2 separate regions of the Bos taurus genome follow, and region 1 is linked to region 2. Evidence: chromatin contacts called from public Hi-C data. All regions are on one chromosome and are shown on one strand. The core of a region is the stretch at or near the end of the contact, and the rest is flanking DNA. Distances in the headings are between cores, read along the strand shown.

What was found. A called contact is a pair of places that touch in the nucleus more often than the background predicts.
Region 1: a contact with region 2 is called in a Hi-C map of skeletal muscle, with 2.7 times the contacts expected there. The contact joins two enhancer-like sites. A contact is called at or near these places in 2 of 11 Hi-C or Micro-C datasets (liver and skeletal muscle).

Annotation. Positions count from the first base shown.
Region 1 is chr19:61,250,280-61,253,809 of ARS-UCD2.0, reverse strand. No RefSeq gene overlaps it. Among named protein-coding and RNA genes, the nearest start is that of MAP2K6, 15 kb to the right of the region's middle. Within about 2 kb of position 1,984, at least 20 of the 102 cell types and tissues checked have an H3K27ac peak or open chromatin away from gene starts, as enhancers often do. A contact at or near this core is called in liver and skeletal muscle, where this site is marked.
Region 2 is chr19:61,142,055-61,146,024 of ARS-UCD2.0, reverse strand. It overlaps MAP2K6 (mitogen-activated protein kinase kinase 6), which reads left to right. Exons shown (of 12, transcript NM_001034045.1): 9 at 724-801; 10 at 2,654-2,793. Among named protein-coding and RNA genes, the nearest start is that of MAP2K6, 93 kb to the left of the region's middle. Within about 2 kb of position 1,899, at least 18 of the 102 cell types and tissues checked have an H3K27ac peak or open chromatin away from gene starts, as enhancers often do. A contact at or near this core is called in liver and skeletal muscle, where this site is marked.

The sequences.
Region 1 (3,530 bases), core at 735-3,234, 110 kb before region 2:
CCCCACTTCCACTCAACATACTGCAATCTTTTACAGATATTTTTAGTGTGGACTGTTTTTAAAATCTTTATTGAATTTGCTACAATATTGCTTTTATGTTTTGTCTTTTTTTCTTTTTGGGGGCTGTGTGGCACGTGGGCTCTTAGTTCTCTGACAGGGATCGAACCTGCATCCTCTGCATTGGAAGTCCCAACCACTGGAGCCCCCAGGAAGGCCCCCCACTACAACCGTTCCCGCTCCACCAGCCCCTTCGATTCCTGTCTCATTGTTGTGTTCTTCTCTTCGCCCCAGCCTCTCATTCTGCGGTGCTGACTTACTTACATGCACGTGTCCTCTACAAGACTGTAAACTTCTCTCTCTTCTCTTTTTTGCGTAGGTGAAAGATTTTATTACTGAATTCTTTGAAAAAGCAACTATACCCACTGCAAACCTACTGAACGAGAGGCTATTAAACCATTCAGTGGGTTCTATGTGTGGGGCTGTGGTTGGAATTTCACGCTCATGGTAGGGGTTTGGCTCGTGGTTGCTACTGACACCATTCATCAGTATGATTGCGGATGTGCTAAGCAGATGGTAAGCTTCTCGAGGGCAGGAAAAGTGTTGCGCTCACTTTCCTATACTCGGTGTTCATCCCTAGGCCCAGAGGAAAGTAAGTGTTCAATACACTCAACATCGCACGCATTCAGTATTTATTGTGTGCCGACTGTGTTTCCTGGGCTTCCCAGGCGGCTCAGTCGTAAAGAATCCACCTGCCAACGCAGGAGACGTGGGTTGGATCTCTGGGTGAGGAAGATCCCCTGGAGAAGGAGATAGCAGCCTGTTTCAGTATTCTTGAATGGAAAAATCCCATGGACGAGGAGCCTGGCGGGCTACAGTCCATGGGGCTGCAAAGAGTCGGATACAACTGAGCACGCACGCACTATGGATTTCCGAGAAAAATGCTAAATACACTGAGCGTAGGACAGCGAGCCAAACAGGAAAATCTCCCTGCCCTGGAGGAATCCACAAACGAATTCCAAGAGACACACAATAAATCAGGAAGGGAGTCAATTAATAAATGGCTAAAATTTTAGGATGTCAGATAGTGATAGAGGCTACTGTAAAAAAAAAAACAAAACAGAATCAGAAGAGATGAACTCAGGGTGTGATTTGAAATTGGGTGGTCAGAGAAGGTTTCACTGTGAAGTGGATCTCAGGATGCAGACTTGAGAAGTGAGAGGAAGCCAGGTGGACACCCGGGTGGGGCGGTGGGGAAGTTGGTGAGACAAGGGCTGCCAGGAGGCCCTGAAGCAGGACGGGCAGGGTGTTCGAGTCGCAGCGGCAGTCGGTGTGGCTGGAACCGTGACGGGCAGTCGGAGGGCAGCTGCGGCTGGCAGTGGGGGAGGGCAGGTGGGGCGCACCTTGTAGGGCTACTCTGGGGTCGCTCTAAGGACTCTGGCTTTTATTCTAAGTGGGACTCAAGGCCACCAGGGACCAGAGCAGAAGAGAGACATGATGGAACTTGCTAATTAGGGACACCCCCACCCCCGGCGGTCCGGGGTGAGGGCCTCACCTTCCAGTGCATGGGGTGTGGGTCCGCTCCCTGCTCGGGGAGTTAAGATCCCCTCATGCCTTGGGGCCAAAAAACCAGAACATAAAGCAGAAGCAATGTTGTAACAAATTCAACAAAGACTTTAAAAACGGCGCCCATCTTCCAGGTGTGGGGAGAGCTCCTGCTGCAGTGTTATTCTGCTTGTTGGTCTGACTGACTCAATAAAGAACTCTTCCTGCCAACCCCTGCCCCTCAAAAGAAGGTTCACCTAGAAAAGTCTTTAAAAGAAAAAGCAAACAACAACAACAAAACCCTTGGTAATTAAACAGGACAGCTCTGGCAACTTCAAGAGGGAGACAGGTTCTTTTGGGTGATGGACAGGAGGTTGGGCCAGTGTTTGTCAGTGGATACGCAAAGAAGTCTGGGGCCTGTGCACGGCCTCCAGGTGCTTTTCTTAGACTGGATTTGCTCCCAGTGAACCAGGGTCTCTGAGAGGAGGAGAGGAGCGGAGATGCCTCCAGAGGTTGGCAGGAGCGACTGCAAACTTGGGGCCGCTGCTCTCAGAGACATACCCTGCGATCCTGTGATTCCCTGTCCAGATTACGACTCTTCTGAGAGTGCAAGACATGCTATTTGGGAAAACGTGTCAACTTGGTTTATCTTAGAGAGGCGTCCACCGTAGAGCCGTGTCCACAGTCAGGGGTGTTTCCCTCCAAAAGGTGGCTCGGGCATTAAAGAACCGGCCTGCAATGCAGGAGACCTGGGTTTGATCCCTGGGTCGGGAAGATCCCCTGGAGAAGGGAATGGCAACCCACTCCAGTATTCCTGCCTGGAGAATTCCATGGACAGAGGAGTCTGGCCAGCTACAGTCCATATAACAAAAACCTCACACTAGCTGACCTAAAAGCATTCTTTTAGTCCCCGTTTAGGTTCTGGCATTTTTATCCTCCCCTTCTTTTTTTCCCCTGCCAGTTAAATCAAGTCACAGAATGAGGTGACTGCGATTGTTGGCTATATCTGAATAAGCCTGCTGGCTTCTGAGCAGCCAGAAACAGAAAGCAATATCTCAACAGCTGAGCTAATAAGAAATGAAAACTTTAAAACCAGCCCTGATTTTCTGCATTCGGGTCTAACAGACAAGGGTGCATGCATGCTGTCGCTTCAGTCGCATCCAACTCTTTGAGACCCTATGGACTGTAGCCTGCCAGTCTCCTCTGTCCATAGGGATTCTCCAGGCAAGAATACTGAATTGGGTGGCCAATTCTCTCCTCCAAGGGATCTTCCTGACCAGGGATTGAACCCACGCCTCTTGTGTCTCCCGCACTGGCAGGCAGACTCCTTACCTCTGGGTCATCTGGGAAGCCCAAGGGCTAAGGGTGGAGGCTCTCAAACACTCTCCTGTCTCATTTTCCTCTGTGATCTCATAATAGGGTACTAAGCTTTAGCAAAATGGGCAAAAGCAGCTTTCTGCCTAAACTCCTGAGACCACAAGGTCCTGTTTTTGGCGGGAACTGTACCAAGGCTGGGTTGTGGTCCAGCCCCTCCCTGCTGGTGGCTTACACACAGGCACACCGGCGCATTTCCAGCTCTTACGTAACGGGGGCAGCGGGCGAGGGTGAGCGTGTACACATCCGAGCACTGTGTCCTTGGTCTGGAATGCAGGAGCAACAAGTTTCAGCAGGACTGTGCCCCTGCACACGGGGCCCTGCGGGGGAGCAGGTGCGGCCGGTTGGCCGCCAAGCTCAGCGCTCCCTCGGGTCAGATGTCTGGAAAAGGCAGGAAAACTGGAAAGGATCTGTGATCCCTGAAACCCGCGGATTTCCACCTCCGATTATTTGTCAGGCAGCTACGAACGCGCTAAACACAAACACTGCCTCTACCTACGTCGTGAGGGGAAATAGTTGGCCCGTAAGGCACCCCTGGCGCCTTGCAGAATAAACAAACCCGTGTAAACATTTGAGAGGAAAAAAAAAAACCACGACAGACGAGCACACACACG
Region 2 (3,970 bases), core at 650-3,149:
CCAGGCAAGTCCGTTACGTTAGTCCCGAGGGAGCTTCGTAGCTGTGAAGATTCATTGCTTTTGGCAGAGACCTTGGGATTCCCTTTAAGTTAAGGGACTTCTACTGTAAATACTCTATTTGGAAATGAACACGTGCTTGGAATTTAAAAGCTTTGTGTCCACGATTACCTAAAAGTGGTTGAGGTTGTTAATACCAGACCGTAGCCCAGTGACTCTTGCAGATTGTTTTCACTGAGTTCTGGACTGTTGGTATTTTATTCATTTATTTGGCTGCCTTGAGTCTTAGTTGCAGGGTGCAGAACTTAGTTGCCCTGCAGCATACGGGATCTTAGTTCCCCGGCCAGGGATCGAACCCATGTCCCCCCCTGGAAGGAGGAAGCTTGACCACTGGACTGCAAAGGAAGTCCCTGGACTGTTGGTCTTTTAAACGAGGAAACTTCAAGGTGGGCAGCGTAATGGTCGACTGTATGTCACGCTCTTTGGAAGGCCGAACTGAAGTTGCTTTTGAGTTGTGAGGGGACTCTGACGCATTGTCGTCTCCAAGAAAAGATGTCTGTAAACCCCGTGGAGACGTTGGTCTTCGCTGTCGTGAGTGAGACTCCTGGCCCGGGAGGCGTGTTAATGGCTCACAGCCGCTCACTTGGCAGCCACTGCCACCCCACCCCCGAGACTTTACTGAGCCAAGAGTGTCATCTCAGTTGTCCTTTTCTGTCTCCTTTCCAGCCCGAGAGAATAAACCCAGAGCTCAACCAGAAGGGATACAGCGTGAAGTCCGACATCTGGAGTTTGGGCATCACCATGGTAGTGTGTGATAATAATTGTGGGCTGGGGGCAGGGAGTATTGGGGCATGAAGCTGCGGTGGGGCAGACCTCAAGAGCAAGAGGTGGACGCCCTTGAAGCTGATCTGAGAGAGCAAGATTGTCCGCAGAGCGGGGCGGCAGAAACACTGAACGGGAACTGGGCAAACCCAGTTCTCTTCATTCCACCTCCAAGGAGTTGTGTGCCCTTGCGTGACGGATGGAGTCACACAGGCTGTCTCGCTGTCCTGAGCTGTAAAACGAGAGGGTCTGGCTGCTGTTCCTGAGAGTTATCCTTAGGGTTTAAATTTAAACTACTCTAATCAAGCATGCAGAGGCTCAGGCTACTCCAAGAGCACGAATCTGTGTGGACCCTGATAGAGCTTTTTTAAAAAATTTTTGTTTTATATCGGAGCGTGTTTTGTTTGTTGCTTAGTTGACTCTTTTCAATCCCATGGACTGTAGCCCGCCAGGCTCCGCTGTCCATGGGATTTCCTAGGCAAGAATACTGGAATGAGTGGCCATTCCCTTCTCCAGGGGACCTTCCTGACCCAGGGACTGAACCCAGGCATTGCAGGCAGATGCTTTGTCCTCTCAGCCATGTAGTTGATCACAATGTGGTGCTGGTTTCAGGTGTACAGTGAAGTGATGCAGTTTACTTGTATCTCTTTTTTTCCAATTCCTTTCCCACTTAGGTTATTACAAAATGTTGAGCCGAGTTCCCTGGGCTGTACAGCAGGCCCTTGTGGGTTGTCTGTTTTAAAGACAGCACTGTGTACATGTCCATCCCAAACTCCCAATCTCTGCCACCCGTCCTAGACGCTAATATGGAGAGCTTTGTATCCAAGACATGGGCTCAGCTTCTCGGAATATGGTTATGAGAGCAGTCTTGGCTGTTGACTGCAGGTATAGCCCCAGCACATACTAACAAACAGGCTCATTTCCTCAGGCACAGCCCTGAAGTTATACACGGTGAGAGCCTGATTTGTAACTCTGCTGATCGTAAATTTTCAGTGGATCACCGAGGTCTGGAAGGATCCATGGTGGTCCTGGTTCCTTCCCAGACACAGCAGCTGAGTAAATCCCGTGAGCTATTTCACGTCCTTGCCCAGAAGGCACGTGATCTTGTAACAGCAAGGCGGCCTTTACTCAAGTCCAAAAACCGAGCAGTCCTTTGGCCCTGTTTGTTTTCATTCCAGCGTGTGGCCAGCAGATGGCAGCAGAGGTAAGCGTCTTCGGGCGAGAAGTGCTTTTTAGACTAAACGTTTGAAAACCTGGCCCCTTTCATCCTGAAGTTGCACACTGCTGGCTCACAGTTTTATGAAGTGCCACACTGGGTTTCAGTGAGGTTATTGTTCAGTCCCTCAGTGGTGTTCGACTCTTTGTGACCCCGTGGACTGCAGCATGCCAGGCCTCCCTGTCCATCACCAGCTGGATGATTACTCAAACTCATGTTCATCAAGTCAGTGATGCTATCCAGCTGTCTCATCCTCTGTCGTCCCCTTCTCCTCCTGCCCTCAATCTTCCCCAGCGTCAGGGTCTTTCCCAGTGAGTCGGCTCTTCGCATCAGGTGGCCAAAGTACTGGAGCTTCAGCATCAGTCCTTCTGGTGAATATTCCAGGTGGATTTCCTCTTGGTGAGGGGCTGTCTCCCGGACGATGTCACCCCCAGCTCCAGGACGTGGGGGCACACCGCTAGCGAACACGGCATCGTTGGCGTCCCCTCTGCACGTTTCACCGGACTGTCCCCGTCCGGTTGCCCTCCGCCTCCTGGGATGACATGGATGCCCCAGCAGCTGCCCGGTACACAGTAGCCCAGAGTCAGCTCTCACCTCCTGTGTACCTCTCCCTTCCAGATCGAGCTGGCCATCCTCCGGTTTCCCTACGACTCGTGGGGGACTCCTTTCCAGCAGCTCAAACAGGTGGTGGAGGAGCCGTCGCCGCAGCTGCCCGCAGACAAGTTCTCCGAAGAGTTTGTTGACTTTACCTCACAGTGGTAAGAGAGCGCGTCTCCCAGAAGCCAGGGTGAAGGCGGAAGGGGTCCTCCTGACTTCCTCCATTGGTCTAATCCACGTGCCCACATCCACTCCCAGTGTTGATGGAGTGTATCCTCGTTGCTAAGCAACAAAGACGGCTCTGCCTGGTCCCCGCTGAGCTCAGAGCCACAGAGGGGAGTGTCCCAGCTCAGTCATTCTAGCCCAGGTCCAGAGGGAAACGGGCACTGGGTCTTTGGGGGGATCTCAGAGGAAAGGCCTTAGGGGAGAGTTTCTGGAGGAGATAAATCCTGAGCTGGGACCAGGTGAGGTGTGTGCCAGGGAAAAGGGAAGTGGAGGAGGAGAAGGTGTTCCAGGTGGGAGGAATCTCATGCACCCTGACACAGGCGTGGGAAACTGTTTGATGAGAGGCTGAGCCATCTGATGTGGGCCAGGGCATAAAGAGAGAGGTGGGGGACCCACTGGAGGGCTCGGGTGGGGAGGAGATATGACGCAAAGAATAAGCCTGGAGAAGACGACGGAGGCTACATTCAGAGCTTCCCTTAGGCACCTGGAAGTCTTACCAAGTGATTCTGGTGTTTTAGGCTGATTCTTAGAGAAGGCTTGCTCACTGATGGCTCTGCTTGCCCGGAAGTGGACAGTGGACAGTTCCGGCTGGGGAGGGGGCACGTCTAAGAAGGGAAAAGAAAGTTGGGGGGGAAGAGATGGAAGGAGCCATACTGATGCCGTGAGTTTGTTTTCATGGAAATTGCTGGTGGAATTGAGGAAACTAGAAGAGGGGATTGTTTTTCTCCAGAAAACCTGGTGATTTCCGTCTGCACGGGCCCCAGGGTGCCCAGCATGACTTGATACTGATGATCATTGCAAGGGATGCTGGAAAAATGATGCCATGACGGAGCGCAGGCTGTGATCCTGGGTGCTGCCGTGCAGCTGTGAGCCGGGGCAGAGGCCGTCGGAGATGCTGGAAGCCCGGCTGTGGTTGCCCAGGGGACCGGCTCTGCTCACTCGGAGCTAAGAAAGGGGCTGGCATTCCGCCTCCCGTTGGAGAGGCTAGCTTCCCCAAGGTTACCCTTCCTTGGCCTCCACGCGCTTTGGAAGAGGCATTCTGAACACAGCTTTTACTGGAAAACGTGGTAACACCAAGCAGCTGTCTGTTGCTTGTGAAGCAAAGGCCCCTTG